Regions from separate parts of the Anas platyrhynchos genome. Here region 1 is linked to region 2. Evidence: chromatin contacts called from public Hi-C data. All regions are on one chromosome and are shown on one strand. The core of a region is the stretch at or near the end of the contact, and the rest is flanking DNA. Distances in the headings are between cores, read along the strand shown. Region 1 has its middle 8.2 kb from the start of LCOR. Region 2 overlaps SLIT1 (slit guidance ligand 1).

What was found. A called contact is a pair of places that touch in the nucleus more often than the background predicts.
Region 1: a contact with region 2 is called in a Hi-C map of liver, with 6 times the contacts expected there. The contact joins two enhancer-like sites. A contact is called at or near these places in 2 of 8 Hi-C or Micro-C datasets (F1 follicle and liver).

The regions. Positions count from the first base shown.
Region 1 is chr6:27,057,856-27,061,548 of IASCAAS_PekinDuck_T2T, reverse strand. No RefSeq gene overlaps it. Among named protein-coding and RNA genes, the nearest start is that of LCOR, 8.2 kb to the right of the region's middle. Within about 2 kb of position 1,453, at least 2 of the 8 cell types and tissues checked have an H3K27ac peak or open chromatin away from gene starts, as enhancers often do.
Region 2 is chr6:26,960,706-26,964,131 of IASCAAS_PekinDuck_T2T, reverse strand. It overlaps SLIT1 (slit guidance ligand 1), which reads right to left. Exons shown (of 37, transcript XM_038181014.2): 21 at 2,955-3,087; 22 at 2,275-2,343; 23 at 1,980-2,051; 24 at 1,699-1,770; 25 at 1,517-1,588; 26 at 682-845; 27 at 326-450; 28 at 75-172. Among named protein-coding and RNA genes, the nearest start is that of SLIT1, 35 kb to the right of the region's middle. Within about 2 kb of position 1,406, at least 1 of the 8 cell types and tissues checked has an H3K27ac peak or open chromatin away from gene starts, as enhancers often do.

The sequences.
Region 1 (3,693 bases), core at 204-2,703, 97 kb before region 2:
TGCATCCTCGCATCGTGCCATTCCTCTTGCACAGAAGCATCACGCTGCCGCTTCGCGTTCATCCTTCAGCACAGCCAGGTCTTTTTATTCCTTCGGTGCTTCCATTTCACCAGTTTATAGCAAACATCCTAATTTCTTCTTCCCAGGTTCCCAGGCCTGCCCTTTCTGCTGTTATATTTCACCCTGTGGCTGGGCTCAGGCGATGCTACGGATTCAGGAGGAATCCCAGCTAGCTGACTCGTGGTTTCGCGCCCCAGTTACACCCCAGCCAAACTTTTACTTCCAGCTCGGACATCATTTCTGCTGCCCTATTCCCGTTTCTCTAGGTCTCTGGTCGCTCCCTGCCTTCCCACTATCACCGTTTTGGCAGCAGAACAAAGCCCACGGCTGCGGGGCTGGCAGAGCACCCTCGCCACCCTCTGAAGCCACATCTGACATCGTCGTGTTTTACTTCGCAGCCAATCGATTCGGAAATTTGCCTCCTCTCTTGTCGGAGGATACCTGAGCCCTGCTTTTTTCCGCTGCTGCTTATTGCCTGGCATTCAGTGGGAAATTAAAGGCTGCTGTAATTGCACAATTTCTGCTCTTTATTCTCCTCGTAGCCTTAGAGACAGCGCAGTGGATGCTCAAGGCCGCGTCTGGTGTGCAGCCAGCCCCGAGAATACCCGCGTGGGGCCCTTTTTACTGCCCTTTCTCAGGCCACATCTTATCCATGTCACCCCTTTCATGCCCTCGCAGCAGCAATTGAGCCCTAGGAGATCAGGCTGCCAGGACAAACGGGCTTAAGGCTTCCTGGTGCAACTCCAGGGAGACCCGCACGGCGCTGTGTGAGGTCAGCTGCGAGGCGAAGGGCACGGGGGAGCCACGAGGCTGTGAGGCGGCGTGTCGTACCAAGCCCTGCTCCCAGGTGAGCTGGCGAGCATCGGGAGCTGCTTCTTCACACGGCTTATTTTTAGAGGCAGGAAGGATGTGGAGAAGGAGCGGCAAATGCTTCTGTTACCTAGAGACTGTTGGGGATCGTCCCTAAATAAAGAGGCCGTCCTGCGAGCCCCCGGGGACCAAGGGTTTTCCAAATGATGTGTTTACTAGGACAACGCTGCAGAGGCTTAAAATAATGGTAATAATAAAACCCCAAACAACTCCGAAACCGAATTTAACAGCTCCAGCCATGCAGCTCGGGCTTTTCCAGGCTCTGAAGCCTGGCAGCCAGTCGGGTTTTGTTCCATTTTGTTCTGTTTTCCCCACTTTGTTCCATTTTCAAGCCCACAATTGCTACCTCGTGTCTGGCAGGAGCAAAGGGACCTGCAGGATGTGGCTGCTCACGGATTGTGGCTGCCACCGGGGGAAAATGAATAAATCAGTGTCCTCCGGGTGCGGCCGGAGGCAGGCTCCGGAGACGGCGATGCTATCCATGGCCTGGATAAAGGGAACGGGTCAGGGCAGGACAGGGTCCCTGAGTGCCGATAGCAACCGGGGGAAGAGGTGAGAGCAGCCAGCACCACTCGCTGCCGTGGGCAGCTGTTCGCTTAATCTCTCCTGCGTGGTGCTTTGACTAGTGGCTAAGTCCTCGGACCGTGGCGCTCCCCATTTGACTATTCACCTCCATCATCTGTTCACGAGGCGGCCGCGGGTTTATCGGGACCGAAATCTGGCCTGAAGCCGTCGGTCACCGCCTTGTTTGAGCGGCGTTTCCTTCAGCCTGCTGGGAGGCACATAACGGGCTGAGGCTGGTCCCAAACCTCGGGAGGAATCGTTCATCGACCCGTTCCTGTTAAACCACAGCTGCCTGCGAGGCACTGTAATATTGCAAAAAATCTCTGAGCGTGCACAGCGGCGTTTGGGAATTGGAGGCTCTGGTAAAGTCGCTTTTCTTGGCTCTTCTTCCCTCCCAGCCTGCTGTAGGGCCCTCAGCTCCCTGTAGGCTTCCTCCTACTGTCTAAAACATGTTTTTATTAGTAATCTTTGTGTTTTTAGCAAGCTGCTGTTCAAAAGCGATTTTGGCTGGCCTAAATGTGTGGCGGTTCGTTGTTTTTTTTTTTAACTTGTCAGAATTTGGGATTTTCTGTGTTTTATCTGTGGCCATGACAGACTTCTTGAAGGATGTCTTTTTACTTCTCGATGTCGTCCTTGCTGAGCTGTTTGACTGTGCCATATTTGGAGATTTTTGTTGGTTAGCATATTTTGACTGACGGCATATTTAAAGCTTTAAACACAGGGACTCCGTGTCACTCGCGAGCACTTTGTCCCTTCCTCAGCTGCTTTCAAATTCTTAATTACTTTCCTGAAGTTTGCCCTTGTTCCCTTTTGAAGAAGGGTGGACTCCTCTCCCTTTTTGAAGTTACATCGCACTGCAATGTACTTTTTTTTCTTAATTTTTCCTCCCTGCAGTAATGAATTTGAGCACATTGTGTTCCCTACGCGTTATCATTCGCTCTTCCATTTCAGACTCTCCCCCCGGTGCACTCCTCATGACTAACTCAGGACTTCATCCTCCACTTGGCTCCTCTGAGTGGTCGTTCTAAGAACTGTTGATGGCTAAAAATACCGTCTTTGCATCATTCTTTGACATGGGGGTAATATCTCCCGTTATTATTATGTTTTCTCCCCCGACAACCTCTCCAACTCCTCCAACTGTATTTCATTTCACCGTCCTAATCAGGTGGTCAATAGCGTGTGCTTGGTATTACTTAGACACATATCAATGCTTGGAGGCTCTCTGCTAGCTTAAACAAAATCCCAGATTACTTTTATCTTTTTTTCTTTATTTTTTTTTTCTGGAACATGGGCAAATGGTGTCCTGGTAGCCTGAATCATTTTCTGTGGTTTCGTGCCTCGAGCTGCTGTTTTTGCAATCTCCTGAAACATGTCAAGATCTTACGTTGACTTTTTTTTTTTTTTTTTTGATGTTGTTGCTTTTTAAAAATAGAATTCACATGTTCGATGTCTAGCTCTGGGCTTTCCTGTATGAAACTGGCTTCCTCCAACCAGCCCCTATTTCGGTTTGCTGAATCTCCCTTTGTTACTGAAAATAAAACTCCCATCACCTTGGGGAAGGGCAAAGAGACTTGCCAGCTGTATGCCCTCTCCTCATCTTTGGCAACGCCAGGAAGCATTTCATGATCCTTACAGGTTAAGATCAGCTTAGTGTGTATGAAGACATTCCCTCTATATACCCGTACACATTCCTGCCAGGTTGATAGGTATGGAAATCATGCCCTCACTCGGTCTCTATTTCCTTAATTTGCCACTTTTCACTTCTTGACGACCAAGGGCTGCTGAAGCAGCAGGCTGCACACCGCATCAGATAATTCAGCGATTTCATATCTGAATTGCTTCAGCATTCTTGAGCAAGCGCCATCGCAATTAGTGTTTGTCACGGAGCCTCCTGCACCTTCCCCACACCTCCGCAGTGACCACAGACACAGAGGAGTGCACACAGAGGTGTTGGAGCAAGGAGCACAGAACTGACTGGGGTCTGTTTGTTCATCGCGGGTACCAGATCCAGCCCCATCCACAGCCCGAGGGGAAGGTATCTTGTGATCCCGTGCTTTGTTTCCTTAAGGGTACTTGCAAAACCCTGCAGAGTCATCCAGCATGGAAACATATCCAGTATTGTATTCACCACAAACGCTCATCTTCAGACTTTTGTGTGGATTTGTTTGGATTTTGAGAGCATCTGTGTGTAAATGAAGG
Region 2 (3,426 bases), core at 157-2,656:
TGTCCCTGGGCTGCTGGAGCTCCATGCCGCTGCCCCAACACCCAAATTTTAAGGTCACCCCATCCTGCACTCACCTGAACCCGGCTCCTTCCCCCTCCTGGGGCTGGCAGGTGCCGCCGTTGGCACAGGGTTTGGAGGAGCAGCCGTCGAGAGCCACCTCGCAGTCCCTGCCCTGGGAACAGAGGGAGCAGTGGGAGCGAGGAGGGGGCCGTGGCACCGCGCCCTGTCCCCCCCCGGCTGCTGCGGGCGTGCAGAGCCCCTGTGCTGTGACCCCACATGGCGCAGGGACGTGAGCCCCCAGCTGGGGACCCCAGGACCATGCTACCTTGTAGCCGGCGGGGCAGGCGCAGCGGTAGGAGCCGAGCGGGTCGTTGTGGCAGGTGCCCTGGTTCTGGCAGGGGCTGGAGAGGCAGGGGTTGCACTTGGCCTGGATGCTCAGGGCTGGGGGCCCTGCGGGGAGGGAAGCGGGGATGTGGCCGTGCTTGGTTGGTCACCAGGGATTTGCCCCCAGCAAGGGGACAGAAGCAGCCGTATCTGATGAAATCCTCCCCGTGCCGGTGTCCCTCGTGCCCACGGCGCATCGCTGCCGTGCACGGAGCAGGAGGCAGCCCGGCTCGCCCACGGAGGGCACGGATGGACAGACAGACAGACAGACAGGCAGGCAGCCCAGGCGCTGCTCACCCTGGCACTCAAACTTCTTGGCGGGGGTGGTGAGCAGCAGCTTCCCTTCCATGTCGGGGGGCCCGGCGCAGCGGGCGATGCCCGGCTCCTTGTACCCGGTCTTGACCCAGCTGGAGAGCCAGCGCAGGTTGCAGCTGCAGTACAGGGGGTTGGCCCCGATGGCTCTGCGGGGGAAGCAAGGGCAAAGCTGGGGGTCCCGAGGGCTGCGGTGCCTCCCCCCCAGCCCATGTCCCTGCTCCTTGTGCTAAAACACCCTGAGCCCCCATCCCGCTGCAGGGAAGGGCACTTCGTCTGCCACGCCTGGAAAAAGCAGGGGAAAATCTCCCAGCGCTGCAGCAGGGGCAAGCAGTGGGGGCAGAGAAGCAGGGCAGGCACGAGGCGGTGGGGACGGTGCACGCTGTGCTCAGGAGAGGTGCCAGGCCTTGAGGAGGCAGCAGCGGCACGAGCCGGCGGCAGCGGGGCTGTGCAGGGCTGTGGCTGCAGGCGGACGGCGAGGAGGAGGGAAAGGCAGAGGGGAAGGGGTGGCGAGGGCAGGGGGTCTTCCTGAGGGCATCCCAGGCACTGAGATGCTCTCAGCATCCGCAGGAGCAGCTCCTGCAATCTGGAGCAGGACCAGCTGCTGGCACAGAGAGCGGCAAACACATTGCCACGGCACAGCAGATGTGGCACGAGCACGCCTGGACCAGGGCTCGCAGTGCGGGGAGGGCTGGCACAGCGCTGGTACACCCTGCAAATACTGCCCCCAGCACCAGCCCAAAGGGAAAGGGAAGCAGCACGACCCCTAGACAGCCCTTTTGCAGGTTTCCCAAGCCTGCGTTCAGCAGGAGACACTCACAGGTGGGACAGGGAGGTGACGTCCGCGAAGATGCCCTCGGGGAGGCTGGAGATGTCATTGCCGTGGAGAGACCTGCGGAGAGCAGGGGGCCCCGTGATCCCAGCGCCTCCGGGTCCCCTGCGAGTGACAGGGGGACGTGGGGACAGCGCGGGGCGGCGAGCAGGGCTGGGGCAGGCACTTACAGCAGGCGCAGGGAGCGCAGCCCCTCGAAGGCCAGCGGTGGGATGCACTGCAGGGAGTTGTAGCTCAGGATCCTGCGCAAGGGAAGGAGGAGGCCACACAGCATGGCGGGCACCACGAGAAGCCGCTGCGAGCTGCACGCCAGCCACCCCACGTCCTGCCCCCCAGCACTCCCAGCAGCTCAGCCACCCCTTTATCCAGGTGGAGGGGGAGATCCCGGCGTCCCCCAGCACTTTTGGGGTCCCCTAGGGACATCCCCCCGCAGCCCGGGGAGCGCACTTACAGGGTGGTGAGCTGGCTCATGTTGGTGAAGGAGGAGTTGCTGAGGGAGCTGATCCTGTTGTTGCTCAGGTCGCTGCAAAACACAGAGCCCAGGGGCTGGGGCCAGCCCTGCCTCGTCCCCGCCGGCTGCCCACCCACCCGCACGGCTCCGATGTCCGTAGGGTGCTGGGGTGCTCCCAGCCAGCCGTGTCCCCATGTGGTGGGCAGAGCACCGGGTCCCCGCGCACATCCCTGCCCTCCTGGCGGTGGCACGGCACGGGGACAGCCTGCTGGGGCTCCTGCCCCTGGCTACTTACACAAGCTGCAGGTACTTGAAGGTGGAGAGCTGCCCCGGCACCTGTGTGAACTGGTTTCCATCCAGGTAGCTGCAGGGAGGAGGGCAGCACCTTGGGGTGGCCGAGGAGCACCCTCTGCCCTCCCACTTCTGCGCCGAGCCCCCCATGGGCTTTGGGCTGCAGGAGCACCCCAGCATCACCTCCCTCCCTGCACCCACAGGGATCTCAGGACCCCCCCGGCTGCCGGGGAGCCGGGACGCACACGCATTTGCACACCCACGGGCCCCACACGGGGGTCCCCGGGGGCAGCTCCCCGGCAGTGTGTGTGAGGCAGACATGTGCTGCCTTTACACACCCGCCGCCAGCGTGGGCGGCCGCAAGCACTCGCAAGGCAAGTGCGAGAGAGGAGGATGTGGGGAGAGGAGGGGGGTGCGAGACGGAGCAGGGGTGTGAGGGGGTGGCATGCATATGCATGTGCACAGCCCGTGCACGGGGCAGGCTGCTGGGGACCCTGCGCTGTGACAGCAGCCCCTTGCACACCAGCCCTGGGGGCTCTGAGGCTGCAGAGGGCTCAGCCCCGTGTTGGGGTAGCGCTTGGCACGGTCCCCTTGCCCCCAGGCAGGACAGGGGTGCACCCTGACCCCAGAAACCCTGCAGCAGAGTGGTGGAGGAGGAAGGGAGCCCCTCGACGCGGCACTCACAGCTCGGTGACGTTCTTGGGGATGCCCCTGGGCAGGGCCTTGAGGTGCTTGTTGCTGCAGCGGACCACGGTGTCCAGGCAGGTGCACTCCTGAGGGCACTGGGGCCGCGGGATGCAGCTCGTCTCCTCCTGACCTGCACAGGACACAAGGAGCCACAGTGTCACCAGGGCACGGCGGGGCACCCTGCAGGCACCCCGTGAGGCTGCGCTGGGTGCCTGGCACCCGCAGCACCCGCACCCATCATCTCCCCTCGCCCCAGAGCAAGGGTGCAGCACCGGGGTGCATGCAGTCCTGCTCCTGCACCCAAACTGGGATGGGTGTACACAGACAGCTCAAGGCTGCCCTGATTTTTGCCATTTTCAGGCAAAATTGCAGTCACAGAGACCGCAGAGAGAAGGGCAAGCAGCGGCCCCAGGACAGCCCTGTGTTATCTAACCCTGCCAGGCAAGGCGCAGGATGCAACCCTGTGGGC